Linked DNA regions of Mus musculus: region 1 is linked to region 2. A link is a contact called in public HiChIP or PLAC-seq data. All regions are on one chromosome and are shown on one strand. Each heading gives the region's core, a stretch centred on a gene start, on an enhancer-like site or on the middle of the called end of the contact. The rest is flanking DNA. Distances are from core to core; before and after follow the strand shown.

Evidence for each region. HiChIP or PLAC-seq counts read pairs in DNA pulled down with a chosen protein or histone mark.
Region 1: a contact with region 2 is called in an H3K27ac HiChIP or PLAC-seq map of large pre-B cells, with 2.6 times the contacts expected there. The contact joins the promoter of Lsm10 here to the promoter of Zmym1 in region 2. A contact is called at or near these places in 2 of 115 datasets of contacts at active chromatin or transcription factors (bone marrow-derived macrophages and large pre-B cells).

The regions. Positions count from the first base shown.
Region 1 is chr4:126,095,312-126,098,443 of GRCm38.p6, reverse strand. It overlaps Lsm10 (U7 snRNP-specific Sm-like protein LSM10), which reads right to left and starts at 1,791. Exons shown (of 2, transcript NM_138721.2): 1 at 1,635-1,791; 2 at 1-615. The coding sequence starts at 591. The coding sequence ends at 223.
Region 2 is chr4:127,059,533-127,062,562 of GRCm38.p6, reverse strand. It overlaps Zmym1 (zinc finger, MYM domain containing 1), which reads left to right and starts at 1,409. Exons shown (of 8, transcript NM_026670.5): 1 at 1,409-1,567; 2 at 2,904-3,030.

The DNA.
Region 1 (3,132 bases), core at 542-3,041, 960 kb after region 2:
GTGAATGGAGATTTGAGATACAAATGATCCAAAAGAGGGATTGTCACCTACCCCAAGGCCACCAGCAGAAGGAATTCTGGGTCCCAGGGTGTGTCTGAAAACTGGAACCCTACGAAAGGCCGCTGTGACATGTCTGTTACTGGTGGGGAAGGATGGCCGGGAGTTGGCTCAGAACACCGGAGGTCCCTGAGGTGGTGCTGGAACTTTAACGAGGACACAGTCTCATGGCCTTTTGGAGGGGAACTCTCGACGACCTTGACCCTTGCCACCAAAGTTGCGCACACGGTGGATGATCTGCAGCTGCTGCTCAATAGTAGCAGTGATGTCCACACCATCTGGGATATGGACGTATCGGACGTTACGACCGGTCACAAAAAGGTCATCCAACTCAACCTGATGTCCCCAGCGGTCGGTATAGGTGACATTGGCCAGGCGGATATTCATGAAAGCATCCACGTTGTCAATGCGTCCTCGGGCCACACTCTCATCCCGAAGGTCCACAGTGGTTATTTGGCCTTGGAGGCCCTGCAACAGGATGATCAGGCTGTTCTCAGAAATAGTTCGCTCCTTCACCGAGTGGCTCAGTGCCATTGTTCCACATTGGCTGGCTGCTCACTGTGGGCAGGAGCACACAGATAGAGTCACTCACCTTTACCAAGCCCTGAAACTCCACACTAGTGGTCCAGATGCCTCCCTGCACTGGATACACCCGGGGAAACCTTTGCCTGGCTTTCACGTCCCACACATCCCAGAGATCTAGATTCATTTGCCTGGAGAGGACAGGCCCAGATTGTTTTGTTGTTGTTGTTTTTAAAGACAGGGTCTTCCTATATCTTCCTGAGTAGCCTGGAACTTAAAATGTAAACAAGTGTGGCCTGGAACTCACAGAGATCCACCTGTCTCTTCCTCACAAGTGCTGGGGATTCAGGATGTGTGTTACCACATCCTGCAAGGTATCCTATTTTTACATTATTTTGAGACAGGGTTTCTCTATGTAGCCCTGGCTGTCCTGAACTCTCTATGTAGACCAGGCTGGCCTTAAACTCATCGAGATCCTCCTGCCTCTGCCTCTCCAGTGTTGGGATTAAAGGTGTGTGCCACTATGCTCAGTTTATACTTTTTTTTTAAACAAAAAGCCCCCCAGAATTTTAATGTGCCAGTCAGTTTGAGAACGACTACTGCAAATTGTAGTTTATGTATGTCCTTCTGCCAGGCGCTTGTTACTATGTAATCTAGCCAAGCATGATGGCGCACACTTATAATACCATCACTTTAAAGTCTGAAGCAGTAGGAGCACCTCAAATGCCAAACCGGCCTAAACTACATCGTGAGCTCCAAGTCAACCTGGATAGTGGAATGTTTCAAGACAAAACAAGCCAAACCTAGCCAAGATGCATGCATTTAAACCCAGCACTCAGGAGGCCGAGGCAGGTGGATCTCCGAGTTACAGACCAGTCTGGCATACAGAACTACACTCTGTCTTAAAACAAAATCCAAAAGGATAGTCTTTGAGACCTTCAGGCAGGCCCAGACTCTGCTGCTTCCAGGACCGGAGGCCTGGGATTTGCCACTAGCGGTCAAGCTCATTAGTCCCACCCGGGAAAGCCGGGTGCCGAGTGCGCCCCTCTCCTCACCGCGCGTAAGGGGTTTGGGAAGAAAAGTCCGCAGCCAGTGCGCCAGGGGAAGAGGACGGGTCCCAGCGCGCCCTAGTCCCCACTCTCGACTGCCCTACCCACCGCGTGATGCCTTCCGCCTTCCGCGCGCTACGCCTCCAAAACCCGCCCGTGTCTAGGGGCACCACCCACCGAGGCTCAGAGAAGCCATGGCAACCGCGGAAGACCCAGAGCATCAGAGCATGCGCCTCGCAGGATGCGGACTACAAGTCCCAGGAGGCCGCGCGCCACACGCCCAATTCTCTTCTCTGTCTAGTTTCCCACCTTTGTAGGCTCCGGCTTGGAGCTGTGTCTCCCTAATGTCCTGCTGAGCTCATGGCGTTAAGTGGGAGAGAGCTTCTGTTAAATAAATAAATAAATAAATAAAGAAAGAAAGAAAGAAAGAAAGAAAGAAAGAAAGAAAGAAAGAAAGAAAGAAAGAAAGAAAGAAAGAAAGAAAGAAAAACACAACGTCCTTCATCTGATTAAAATTACGGAAATGTGGCCCAAACGTGGTGGCAAACTCCTTAATTCCTTCATCTGATTAAAATTACGGAAATGAGGGGCTGGTTAGATGGCTCAGTGGGTAAGAGCACCCGACTGCTCTTCGGAAGGTCCAGAGTTCAAATCCCAGCAACCACATGGTGGCTCACAACCATCTGTAACGAGATCTGACGCCCTCTTCTGGTGTGTCTGAAGACAGCTACAGTGTACTTACATGTAATAAATAAATAAATCTTTAAAAAAAAAAAAAAATTACGGAAATGTGGCCCAAACGTGGTGGCAAACTCCTTAATTCCAGCAACTCCAGAGACAGAGGCAGGTGGATCTCAGTTGGAGGACAGCCTGGTCTATGGAGAGAGTTCAAGGACAGCAAGGCCTACATAGCTACCTTGTCTCAAAGAGGAAAACACAGGGCTATGGAGAGAAGATTTAACTGCTAAACTTTAGCAATTAAGTCCGCATACTATTGCAGAAGACCTACATTTGGTTCCCAGCTCACAACTGCTTGTAACTAATTAACAATTAAAAATAAAATTGAGCAGGGCATGGTGGCCCACGCCTTTAATCCCAGCACTCGGGAGGCAGAGGCAGGCGGATTTCTGAGTTTGAGGCCAGCCTGTTCTACACAGTGAGTTCCAGGACAGCCAGGGCTACACAGAGAAACTCTGCCTCAAAAAAACAAAAATAAATAAATAAATAAATAAATAAATAAAATCGAGCCGGGCAGTGGTGGCACATGCCTTTAACCCCAGCACGTGGGAGGCAGTGACAGGCAGATTTCTGAGTTCAAGGCCAGCCTGGTCTACAGAGTGAGTTCCAGGACAGTCAGGACTACACAGAGAAACCCTGTCTCGAAAAACCAAAACCAAAAGAAACAAACAAACAAACAAAAAAAATCAAGCAGTGCATGGTGGCCCACGCCTTTAATCCCAGCACTTGGGAGGCAGAGGCAGGTGGATTTCTGAGTTCGAGGCCA
Region 2 (3,030 bases), core at 160-2,659:
TTCCAAGCTCTCAGAAGGCAGAAACAGGCAAATCTCTCTGAGCTCTAGGCCTGTCTACACAGTGAGATTCTGTCTCAAAGGAAGGAAGGGAGGGAGGGAGGAAGGAAGGAAGGAAGGAAGGAAGGAAGGAAGGAAGGAAGGAAGAGGTGAGAGCCAGTCTTGGAGGGCAGAGAATCTCTGAATTTGAGGCCAGCCTGGTCTATAGAGTGAGTTCCAGGACAACCAGGGATACACAGAGAAACAGTGTCTCAAAAAAAAAAAAAGAAAAGAAAAGAAAGGAAGGAAGGAAGGAAAGAGAGAGAGAGAGAGAGAGAGAGAGAGAGAGAGAGAGAAAGAAAGAAAGAAAGAAAGAAAGAAAGAAAGAAAGAAAGAAAGAAAGAAAGAGAGAGAAAAGATAGATGGAAGTTATGGTCAAAGACAAGATGAATAGATCATTAAACTTTATATTTTTCTTTACTATTAAGACTTAGAAGCCGGGCGTGGTGGCACACGCCTTTAATCCTAGCACTCCGGAGGCAGAGGCAGGTGGATTTCTGAGTTCGAGGCCAGCCTGGTCTACAAAGTGAGTTCCAAGACAGTCAAGGCTATAGAGAAACCCTATCTCGAAAAACCAAAAAAAAAAAACAAAAAAACTTAGAAATAATCAAAATGATCTGCTCCCTCCTTAATTCTTTAGCTATACCCATCTGTCCCTACTTTTTCATTCCTCTTTTTCTGAGACTATTTACAACCATGTTTTTAAAGTTGTAACTCAACATCTGAGTCACTAATGTTGCATTAGCCCTTAATTTTATTTATGTATGCATGTATGTATTTATTGTGTTTATGTGCACATTGCGGAGGTCAAGGAGCAATTTGCAGGTATCTGTTCTCTTCTTCCACTAAATGGATTCCAGTGACAGAACCCTGCTAGTCAGACTTTGCGGTAAACTCCTTAATAGGCTCTGTCATCTCGTTGCTCTGTCTCAATCCCCCAGCTTTTGTTGTTCCGTTTGTAAAATAAGGTTGGTTTTGAATTTTTAACCACACACCTTCATCTTACAGGCCTGTGCCCCCTCACTCCTGCCTTTAAGGACCCAAATATGCCCATGTGATGACATATTCCCTTAATACCAGAACTAGGGAGGCAGAGTCAGGAGAACCTCTCTAAGTTCAAGACCAGCTTGGTCTGCATAGTGAGTTCCGGGACAGTCAGGGGTACATAAGTGAGACCCTGTCTTAAAACAAAAAAAAACAAAAAACAAAACAAAACAAAAAACGAAAAACGGGCAGCTAAGGTGACATTAAGGATAGCCTAAAACTAAACCCCCCTGACCCGCCCCGTCAACCTCTCCTGCTTAGTCCATCCCCCGCCTCCGCGCCCCAGGCGGACCGCGGTGCGCATGCTCAGCCGCAAAGGCCTCCGGGAGAGGGGCGGAGCCGGCGGGGTTGTTTGCACGGCAAAATGCGAGTGGGCGCTTCCCGCCGCTGAGTTGGAGACAGATCAGCCATCCTCGTGGAGCCGCTCAGGCCCGCTTTTCCAGAGAGAGGCGGCATTTCTCCCGTCCTGAGGAGGGTGACGCGACAGGTAGGAAGACCACAGTGTCAGGAGAGTCGTGCCCCCGGCCTCCAGGCTTCTTAGCGTCCTGGCCTCTGTGCGGTGACTGAGCTTGGTGCGTTTGGTCTCTTGCGGCTTCTTTCTGTAACTGCCTTCCGTTACACCTGTGGCTCTCTTTCCATTAAGCAGTGTATTTTTCAGACATAAACAGATTGGGTGTGTTGGCCCTTGCCTTTAATCCCATCACACGAGTGGCAGGGGGTTCTCTGAGTTCGAAGCCAGGCTGTTCTATAAAGTCTGTTCTAGGCCAATCAGTGCTACTTAATGAGACCTGGATTCAAAAAACAAAAACATCGGGCTGGAGAGAGATAGAAGCAAATAGTTTTATCTGTAGAGTTCTGTGAGTGAAATTTGCAGGTTAGCGCTGGCGGTGGCTGCCCATTTTTCTAATCCTGGCAGGGAGGCAGAGGCCATTGGATCTCTTAGTCTACAGTGCTAGTTAGAGGACCTTGAACATTGTTACTTGTTACATTGTTACTTCCAAATATTTCCAAGGAACTTTTCTTTTTTTAAGATTTATTATATGTAAGTACACTGTAGCTGTCCTTAGATACTCCATAAGAGGGCATCAGATTTCGTTATGGATGGTTGTGAGCCACCATGTGGTTGCTGGGATTTGAACTCAGGACCTTTGGAAGAGCAGTCGGCGCTCTTAACCACTGAGCCATCTCGCCAGCCCCCCAAGTAACATATTTGGACTGTGGTTCATTGCTGGTAACTCATACCAATAGTAAGAGATTACTGTACATTTGTTTGTTTGTTTGTTTGTTTGTTTGTTTTGGCTCTGGGGATGGTTGAAACTGGCTATCATGTTGCTCACAGTTACCTTGAACTCCTGATCTTTCTTCCTCTGACTTCCAAGCTCTCCTATTTTGGGATTTTTTTTTTTTTTTTTTTGAAATGTAAGGAGACTCTGTGAAGAAGAAAAGGGCAAGTGAGATGGCTCAGAGGGTAAAGATTCTTGCCCCCAAATCCGATAACCTGTTTGATCGCCAGGCCCTACATGGTATGAGGAGAGAATGAACTACCATAGGTTGTCTTGATATGTGTGTTTCTACCACCCCGAAACAAATAAATAAATGCAACTTAAAATTCCTATGTTGAGAACCCGGAAAAATGGCTTGGTGAGTAAAGGTGTTTGCAGTCAAGCCTGCCAGCCTGAGATTAATGGCCAAGACTGACTTCTCCACACATGCCATGCATCATGAGTACAGTCCCTTACAAGCATGCACACTTCCAGTGGTAATTAATGTAACTGTTAGAACTTTTACTTAATTATATGTGTATGCGTCTATGTGAATTTCAGCACACCACATGTATTCAAGAGCTGGAGGAGGCCAGAAGCTGGGGTTAAATCTCTTGAAACTGGAGTTACAGGTGCTGGGAACTGAACCCAGGTCCTCTGTAAGAGCAACAAAGTGCCCTTAACCAAT